2 separate regions of the Zea mays genome follow, and region 1 is linked to region 2. The links are chromatin contacts, called in public Hi-C maps. All regions are on one chromosome and are shown on one strand. Each heading gives the region's core, a stretch centred on a gene start, on an enhancer-like site or on the middle of the called end of the contact. The rest is flanking DNA. Distances are from core to core; before and after follow the strand shown. Region 1 overlaps LOC100384689 (Actin-related protein 2/3 complex subunit 1A). Region 2 holds the start of LOC100281977.

Evidence for each region. Hi-C and Micro-C count contacts between places; a contact is called where the count stands out from the background.
Region 1: a contact with region 2 is called in a Hi-C map of leaf, with 2.8 times the contacts expected there. The contact joins the enhancer-like site here to the promoter of LOC100281977 in region 2. A contact is called at or near these places in 3 of 25 Hi-C or Micro-C datasets (all in leaf).

Annotation. Positions count from the first base shown.
Region 1 is chr5:224,186,811-224,190,180 of Zm-B73-REFERENCE-NAM-5.0, forward strand. LOC100384689 (Actin-related protein 2/3 complex subunit 1A) reads right to left here. Exons shown (of 16, transcript NR_159488.1): 13 at 3,272-3,370; 14 at 3,120-3,178; 15 at 2,859-3,040; 16 at 1,755-1,992. Among protein-coding and RNA genes, the nearest start is that of LOC100384689, 6.5 kb to the right of the region's middle. Within about 2 kb of position 1,876, at least 17 of the 20 cell types and tissues checked have an H3K27ac peak or open chromatin away from gene starts, as enhancers often do. A contact at or near this core is called in leaf, where this site is marked.
Region 2 is chr5:224,048,718-224,052,472 of Zm-B73-REFERENCE-NAM-5.0, forward strand. It overlaps LOC100281977, which reads left to right and starts at 2,422. Exons shown (of 4, transcript NM_001154894.2): 1 at 2,422-2,562; 2 at 2,759-2,912; 3 at 3,713-3,755. The coding sequence starts at 2,760. It overlaps LOC103627892 (Phosphatidylinositol N-acetyglucosaminlytransferase subunit P-related), which reads left to right. Exons shown (of 7, transcript XM_020538745.3): 7 at 925-1,461.

The DNA.
Region 1 (3,370 bases), core at 626-3,125, 140 kb after region 2:
ACAATGATTGGTTGTGCATGTTGACATTGTTGTTCAACCCCGCTAACCCCAACAACATGCCAAATCTGTAAGTCATGCTAGGCAAGCATGATGGTTGGGGATCTAATTTCCCCCTTGTAAAGGGCCCTTTCCATTCAACGGAAGACTTCCTCTACTTTCAATGCATGCAATCTATACTCTCCATCGTGCCCGAAAATCCCCTCCTCTCCCTTAGCTAAAACTCGCCTAAGATCATCAACGGTGGGACGACGACAATACTCTTCACGAAAACATGAAATCACACCCCACTAAAGAAATATTTGAGACACCCTATGGCCAACTTTTTTTTCCTATTTTGATATACTTGTAAATAAAGTCAGCAATGCTACCATAAGAGAGCATGTGGAGGACATCGATGCATTTTTGGTGGGGGGAAAACTGTTGTGGTTGAGTGTATCAGTTCTATGATTGAAGTAGGGGGAATGCTCATCCAATCCCTCTAAAATTTGAAGAGGCTTCTCTGCATATGGTACCTTCGACGAAAGTAGAGCGAACGATAGACATATGGGTCGTTTAAGTAGTCTTGCATCAATCGGATGTGGATGGCTCACGCCAGTTGATGTAGCTCCGCTGCCACGTCCTTCACCTCCCTCTCATTGAAGATCCAGAGACAGGTTTCAGCAACGTGTCCATCATAGTTTGATGTAACATATCTAGCACCTCGTGTTCGATCATCCCAACGTCGAAGCCCGAGGAAGACATTATGACAGTGGTTCGATGGTGTGTAAGGATAGAAGGGTAAAATCGAAGTGGTAAAATGAACCCAAACAGTCCCCTCAATTATAATCCCCTCAATTATAAACAGGTCCATTGACCAACCAACATTAGAGCTAGACCAATCTGTTGGCTCGGCCGCGTCACCGGTAATTATCTTCTCACGTTGGAACCAACCTAACTACTAGTACTAAGGTCATGTTTGGGATGGCTTCTGTCAAAAATTATAGCTTCGATTTTGTAGCTTCAACATAAAACAACTCAAACATATTGTTCAAGTGGGAGGAATGTTTAGCTTACACATGGACTCCAACTTCTGTAATACAATTAATTTGTGTTTCTTTAATTACCTTTGATGATTAGTGCATTATGATAACCAATAGCATGGTGGATAATTTTCGTACACTTTGAAGAGCTTCAAAAATTCTATGAAACTGAACTCTAATTTCAATTTTTTTAAAAAGCTAGAGTTCGACCTATTTGGATAGAACAAGCTAAAATGGACCTGAAATTTTTGAAGTGAAGCCTCCCAAACATAACCTAAATACACCATGTCTAGTTGATCCAAGCAATCCCTTAATGAGACATGCCTAGTTGATCCAGCAAGTATGCACAGCACTATGATCTAAACAACCATGGAACCAACAGATTCGGGCTGAGGTGATGACATTTGTTGAACAACCACAGCCCCGCATGTTGGGTGAAGAAGAAACAGCATAACGTGATCTGCACGGCAGCCGCTAGATTTGCTCACTATTAGGCCTACTTTGGGAACTTCGAATCTCCTTCAGGGTGAGGATTAAAGTGGAAATAAACTAATTCCCTCTCTAATCCCCTTCAATCCCGAAAGGGGTTTAAATTTCAGAGCTAGTTTAAGAATCCCATTTTCACAAGAGATTTCTATTTTTCTAATAATTTTTTTTTAGAAAAATATAAATCTCTTAAATAAATAGAGTTTCCGAACTAGCCCTCGAGAACAAAAGCAAAGCGAGCATACAGCTAGTAATAAAACCAGAAGCTCATGCACATGCTGCCAAAACTGACCGACCCGGTGGGATGTCCCTGAACAGGGGCAAAGCAAAGATTAGCGTATGGGGATCCACCAATAGAGCAGGTCCCCACTCCCCACAGGCCACATATCAGCAGGGCCTGCTTTCATGGAACCATCCTATTCTACTGTTGGATTACACATGGTGGTCCGCGGTCACACAATTCAACCATCAGGCGAGTTTTTCGATCCTGCAAAAGAACCGGCAGAAGAAACGAGGCGTCCATAAGTCCCAACACCTATCTCCATCAACTCTCCTATCTCATTTCTTAGTCAATTCTCGATGAAAGTTTCATAATTATTTAATACGGTAACACATCATCACATTTGGTAACATGGCATTGCAGTTCATTGAAAAATATAGAAAGTTTTATAGGAGATGGTAGAGTTTCATGTGACCGAAACTCTAGTTACCTAGTTTAAATCTAATGTGACAGCAATGAAAACAGTGCATTGAGAATAGTCTTATCTCACCTTTTATTTTAAACTTCAATCTACAAATAATACTATATACCATGTAAAACAATATTTTACACAATCATACGCTTGAACACAGTCTAAACCTACACCTTAGAAATTAGAGGTTTGGAGGGGATTATGAAGGGTCAGAGGAGGGTGGAGAATTTTGACGGACTTCCCTCGATCCCTCACAGGTCCCAACCGGACCTAAGAGCATCTAAACAGTACCTTAAATCAGCGACCTAACTTAAAATATAGGGCTCAAATTCAAAAATAAAAAACAAACGGCTTCATCAATATCTTATTTTAATTTTTGGGCCACTATTTTAAGTCTCATTGTTGGAGATGCAGCATCCGCGGATGAATTCCGTGTGTGGTTATTTTACACATGGCGCCAGAAATAAGAGATGACGTCAATTGCCTACCTACCTAGCTAAAAACTATACGGTACGGGTTTGTTTGGGAGCAAGGATACACAATACGTATGGACTCAATTCAAAGGACAATTACTCGCCAAAAATTGAATCTACTTGATAGATGCAAGTTCTCCCTACGCTAAGGCAATGTTTCTGTGTACAGGCACCCAAAAAAAATCTACCTGGCTGGCCCTGGATCTTGAAAACCTGCAGGACCCCGCTGCCACGAATGGTGGTCCCCTGAGCACGATGGGTAATGACAGAAGCCCCCTCGATTTGATTGTTAACGAAAGCCTTCCCTCGAGCTATTTTGCAATGCTGACGTGGTTTTCCAAATCCCATACCACGACCTTACCATCCAATCCTGTAAGCCGCGTGGCAAGGAGTGTCAAAACATGTTCGAACAATAGAGCTGGAAGCAATTGGAACGCTCAGCTATAAACCTGACGTGCTGAATCGTTTGATAGTACCATCGCTTCCTTTTCTCAAGGGTACAATACACCTGACGATACGAAGAAATTATTAATTAGTCTTTAGGAGATGAAAGTACATCACTGGAAGTACGGAAATAGAGATAAGGAGCTAAAGAGGTTACGTTATGCAATTCTCATGGGCCCCACCACGAGCTTTCGATGGTTCAACAGTGTCGCTACTAGCCCCCTGCTTTGATTGTCCATATAGCTTTCCAAGGGCT
Region 2 (3,755 bases), core at 1,172-3,671:
TTACCAGTAAGACAAATGTTGGCCGCCCATTGGCATGGCTTATTAATTTGGTGACGGAATCAGCCAGGCTGAACTGCCCTGTCGTCGCCTCAAGATTGGCGCGTTTTGGGCCCTGCATAAGCAAAAAAATAACTGGAGAGAGAGACATAGAGAGAGAGAGAGAGAGGAGAATCTTGAGCAGCCTTCATACCTTGGGGACATGTAATCTGATGAGGTGAATGAGGATGATAGCCACGGCATCAAACATGGAGCTTTGCCCTGGTGTCTCCACCCGCCTGTTAGTTTAAAACAACTTGATACATGTACTGATAATACATACATATATTACTCTTGCTGTTGGCTGAAGGAAGGAGATGCTTGTTGCTGTTGCTGCCTGGTTGGATTATTAGGGTTCCTGTGGGCTTGGCTGCCATTGCCATGTGGGCGTGCCACGTGGGCCCGCATGCCAGGCAGTGGAGACGGTGCACAGCTGCTGCAGGTCACTGGGGACCTGGAGGAGCGCCAGCATGCAGATGCAGGTGGTGGCCAAGGACCGGGTTAGCTAGCCCTGTTCATCTTTTGTTCACCTTTTCAGGGGAGCATGTGAATTTCCCTGGAGCATCTGCAACTCTAGCAGTGTGATTTCTCTCGCTCCTCGCAAGTTGCCACTGTTTGTGGTCTGATGTCTGAAGAAAACACAGCAGTGGGTCTCGGCTCTCTTGTTCTCTAGCTAGGGGCCCTCTTGCCTCTCCAGTTAAACAATTCAACGGTAGCTGTAGTTGTTGCGAGCACGGGGGACTGAACTGACTGTGTGGGTGACAGCAGGGTAAAGAAAGAAATGGTTGTGACTCCTCTCTGCTTTGCTTCAGGCTTTACTCTTGTATCTATTGTGCCTTTTCGCTTGGCATTGCATACCATCAGCTAGCATTTTTTTTCTCTCCTCAGTTCTCAGAAGAAGGAAAAGAAGGGTACAGATGTAAACGAGGAGTGCTGAGAAAGATGCATGCGTGCTCTTCTTCATCCTTGGTCCGCCTGCCTTTGCTTTGCAGTGTCTCTTGCTGCTGCCGTTTGCTGGGTGTTTTGTAGTGCAGTGCTTGGCCATTGCCATGGAAGTATGGAAGCCCGTCTTAAAGACTGAAGGCTAGAAGCAGTATAAGTCGGTATGGATTAAAACCAAGTGAACGTTCGAGCAGCCGCCAATTTGCTGTAGGTCTTCTGCGGAATGATCTGACGAATGGATGAATGATTGCCATGAACCGCTTGCACGTTTTGCTCTTGGTAGTGGTACTGCTACCCTGTCCTGTAGTTGGCTGTGTGTTGTTGGTTCTTCTCGTTCAGATCCCTGTACAGTGACTGGCTGACAGTTTTGAATTGGGGCTGCCATGCCACTGCCACCTTCTACGGCGGATGCGTGCTTTCTCACCGATCCTTGAAGCATGAATGCGTACATTAACTAATTTGATCTGGTGATTGCTTGTTTGATCTGGCATGCAACGTTAACTAATTTGACCAAGTAAAAGGGTCCTCGATCCTCCTCAAAGCAAGCTACTGCCATGGCAGGAGGGGTGGGCCACTGCTAAACTACTATTTAAAATAGTTACAATTTTTATTTTTAGGAAAAAATATTTATAGAAGTAAAATAATGATTCAGGTTTTTTTGTTGTTGTTGGTCGTCTACCCCAGCAATAATGATTCAGAAATTTGTTTCTATAACAAACTTATTTAGAGCTATGAATAATCTTTTAAAAATCTAGTCAGATTTAAGACATGTTTTATTTATATAACGATAACTAATAAAGAACGGAGAGAGTATGTCCGTTGCATTCTTCAGCGAGAAAACAATAAAGAAAAAGTATATCATCAGGCTATTCACCTAGCAAAAAAATAGCAACTTTATGTCAGTAGTGCTCTCTCTGAATCAAACTCGACTTCTAGAGCGTTTCCATGTTAAACTATTTCAAATCTAAACTGCGTTATTACAGAAAATAATTATACTTCTCGCAAAATATAGCTTAATAATACAGTATATTTATTTTATGACAGAATAGTCTTACAAATTGGAACACGAACCAGCAGATGGGACGCCGCATGGTCCAACATGCAGGCACATCCAGAAATTAGAGGACCACCAGCATGACAACATGTCAACATCAGTGCACACACCATGGACAGTACTAATAATGTATAAATTTTCTAATTTAAACTTATCAAAAAAATATTTTTATTATAGCTAAAGTACAACTAATTTAAATTTTATATATAATTAGAGCAAGATAGAGAGAATATATATGAAATTTTTATTAACTTTTTAGTTCGTATGCACTAAAGTTTCATGTGCGCTCGATATATTCTCACACGGGGCAACCGACACATAATGAACCAGTTTCATGGGCCGCTCTTCTTACCAAACCAATCCAGCAAGAATTCGGCCCAATAGCCCTGTGCTGTTTGCTGTTTTTCGTTTCTCCCGTTCACCTGGCATCCACGCTCGATTCGGCCGTTTTCCGCATCCACGGTGCCAGGCGACCGCCGCCGCTTCCCTACTCACCCTTGGCCGGCGACGACGAGCGCCCACTACGGCAGGTACGCCCCCCATCCCCTTCCTTCTCTGCGAAACTGAGCACTTGACCCCGAACCCTAATTCAAGCTACTGTATTTGGCTATCTATATCCGGATCTGATCCAATCACAAGCGCAAGTGTCTGCACGTATCGTCCCTGCTAATTTCGTTCTTTATATCCTTTGTTGGATCCGCCGCTGCCTCCTGCATTCCATTCCAGGATGACGACGCTCAGGAACCTCAAGATCAAGACGTCGACGTGCAAGAGGATCGTGAAGGAGCTGCGCTCGTACGAGAAGGAGGTGGAGAAGGAGGCTGCCAAGACCGCCGACATGAAGGAGAAGGGCGCCGATCCCTACGACCTCAAACAGCAGGTGCTGACAGGTCCTTTGATTCTCAGAGCATTCTTCTATCACTACTTTTTTTCTGTTACTGAACTCACCCACTCTGCCCTAGTGATTGCAAAGCATACTAAGGTGCCGTTTGGTTTATATATTTGTAATGTAATAGGTAACGGATAACGTTAAATCATGTTTGTTTTAGTCCAACTGTAATCAGATACCACACTAAAATTTGATACCAGCCTATTCAAATTTGTTACCGCCAGTAATCGAGCCGAAACCATTACCATTACCATTTACGTTACATTTTTTGAACCAAACAGCACCTAAGATCCTAGTGTGTTGCGTTGCTCCCACTGGTTGTGATCTGATATATTTGTGGCAGTCCTTAGCATTGCTCGGTGGCCTTTCAGTCTGCAGCTAGTTAGGTTAATACTTCCGGATTGCCATGCCATAATCGGTTCAGTTTAGCCTTTCCGTGACAGGAGATTCCATTTGATTGTAACAATGTACTGTCAACTATTTTGACGAAAGCATATGAGCATATAATCTCTTGATGCTATAATCATAGGAGTAATTGACTGACGTTGATGTTTTCTTTTGGTCTTTGACACTTTGAACTTATAAGGTAAGCTCGTCATAGTTCATCTTTCTGTGTTCAATAATTAAACTGACTTCCCGTTTCTCAGATGTGTTGTATTTGTCATACTACATGAAGCCACATATGTGTTCTTCATGTAAACGTGATTGTGAAAAGGTCATTGTTCAAATTGCCTGATCATCTGATCTCAGAACTGACGGGTCTGTCGAAACTTGTAACTTCATCTCCGCAGGAGAATGTTTTGGCTGAGTCAAGGATGATGGTCCCAGACTGCC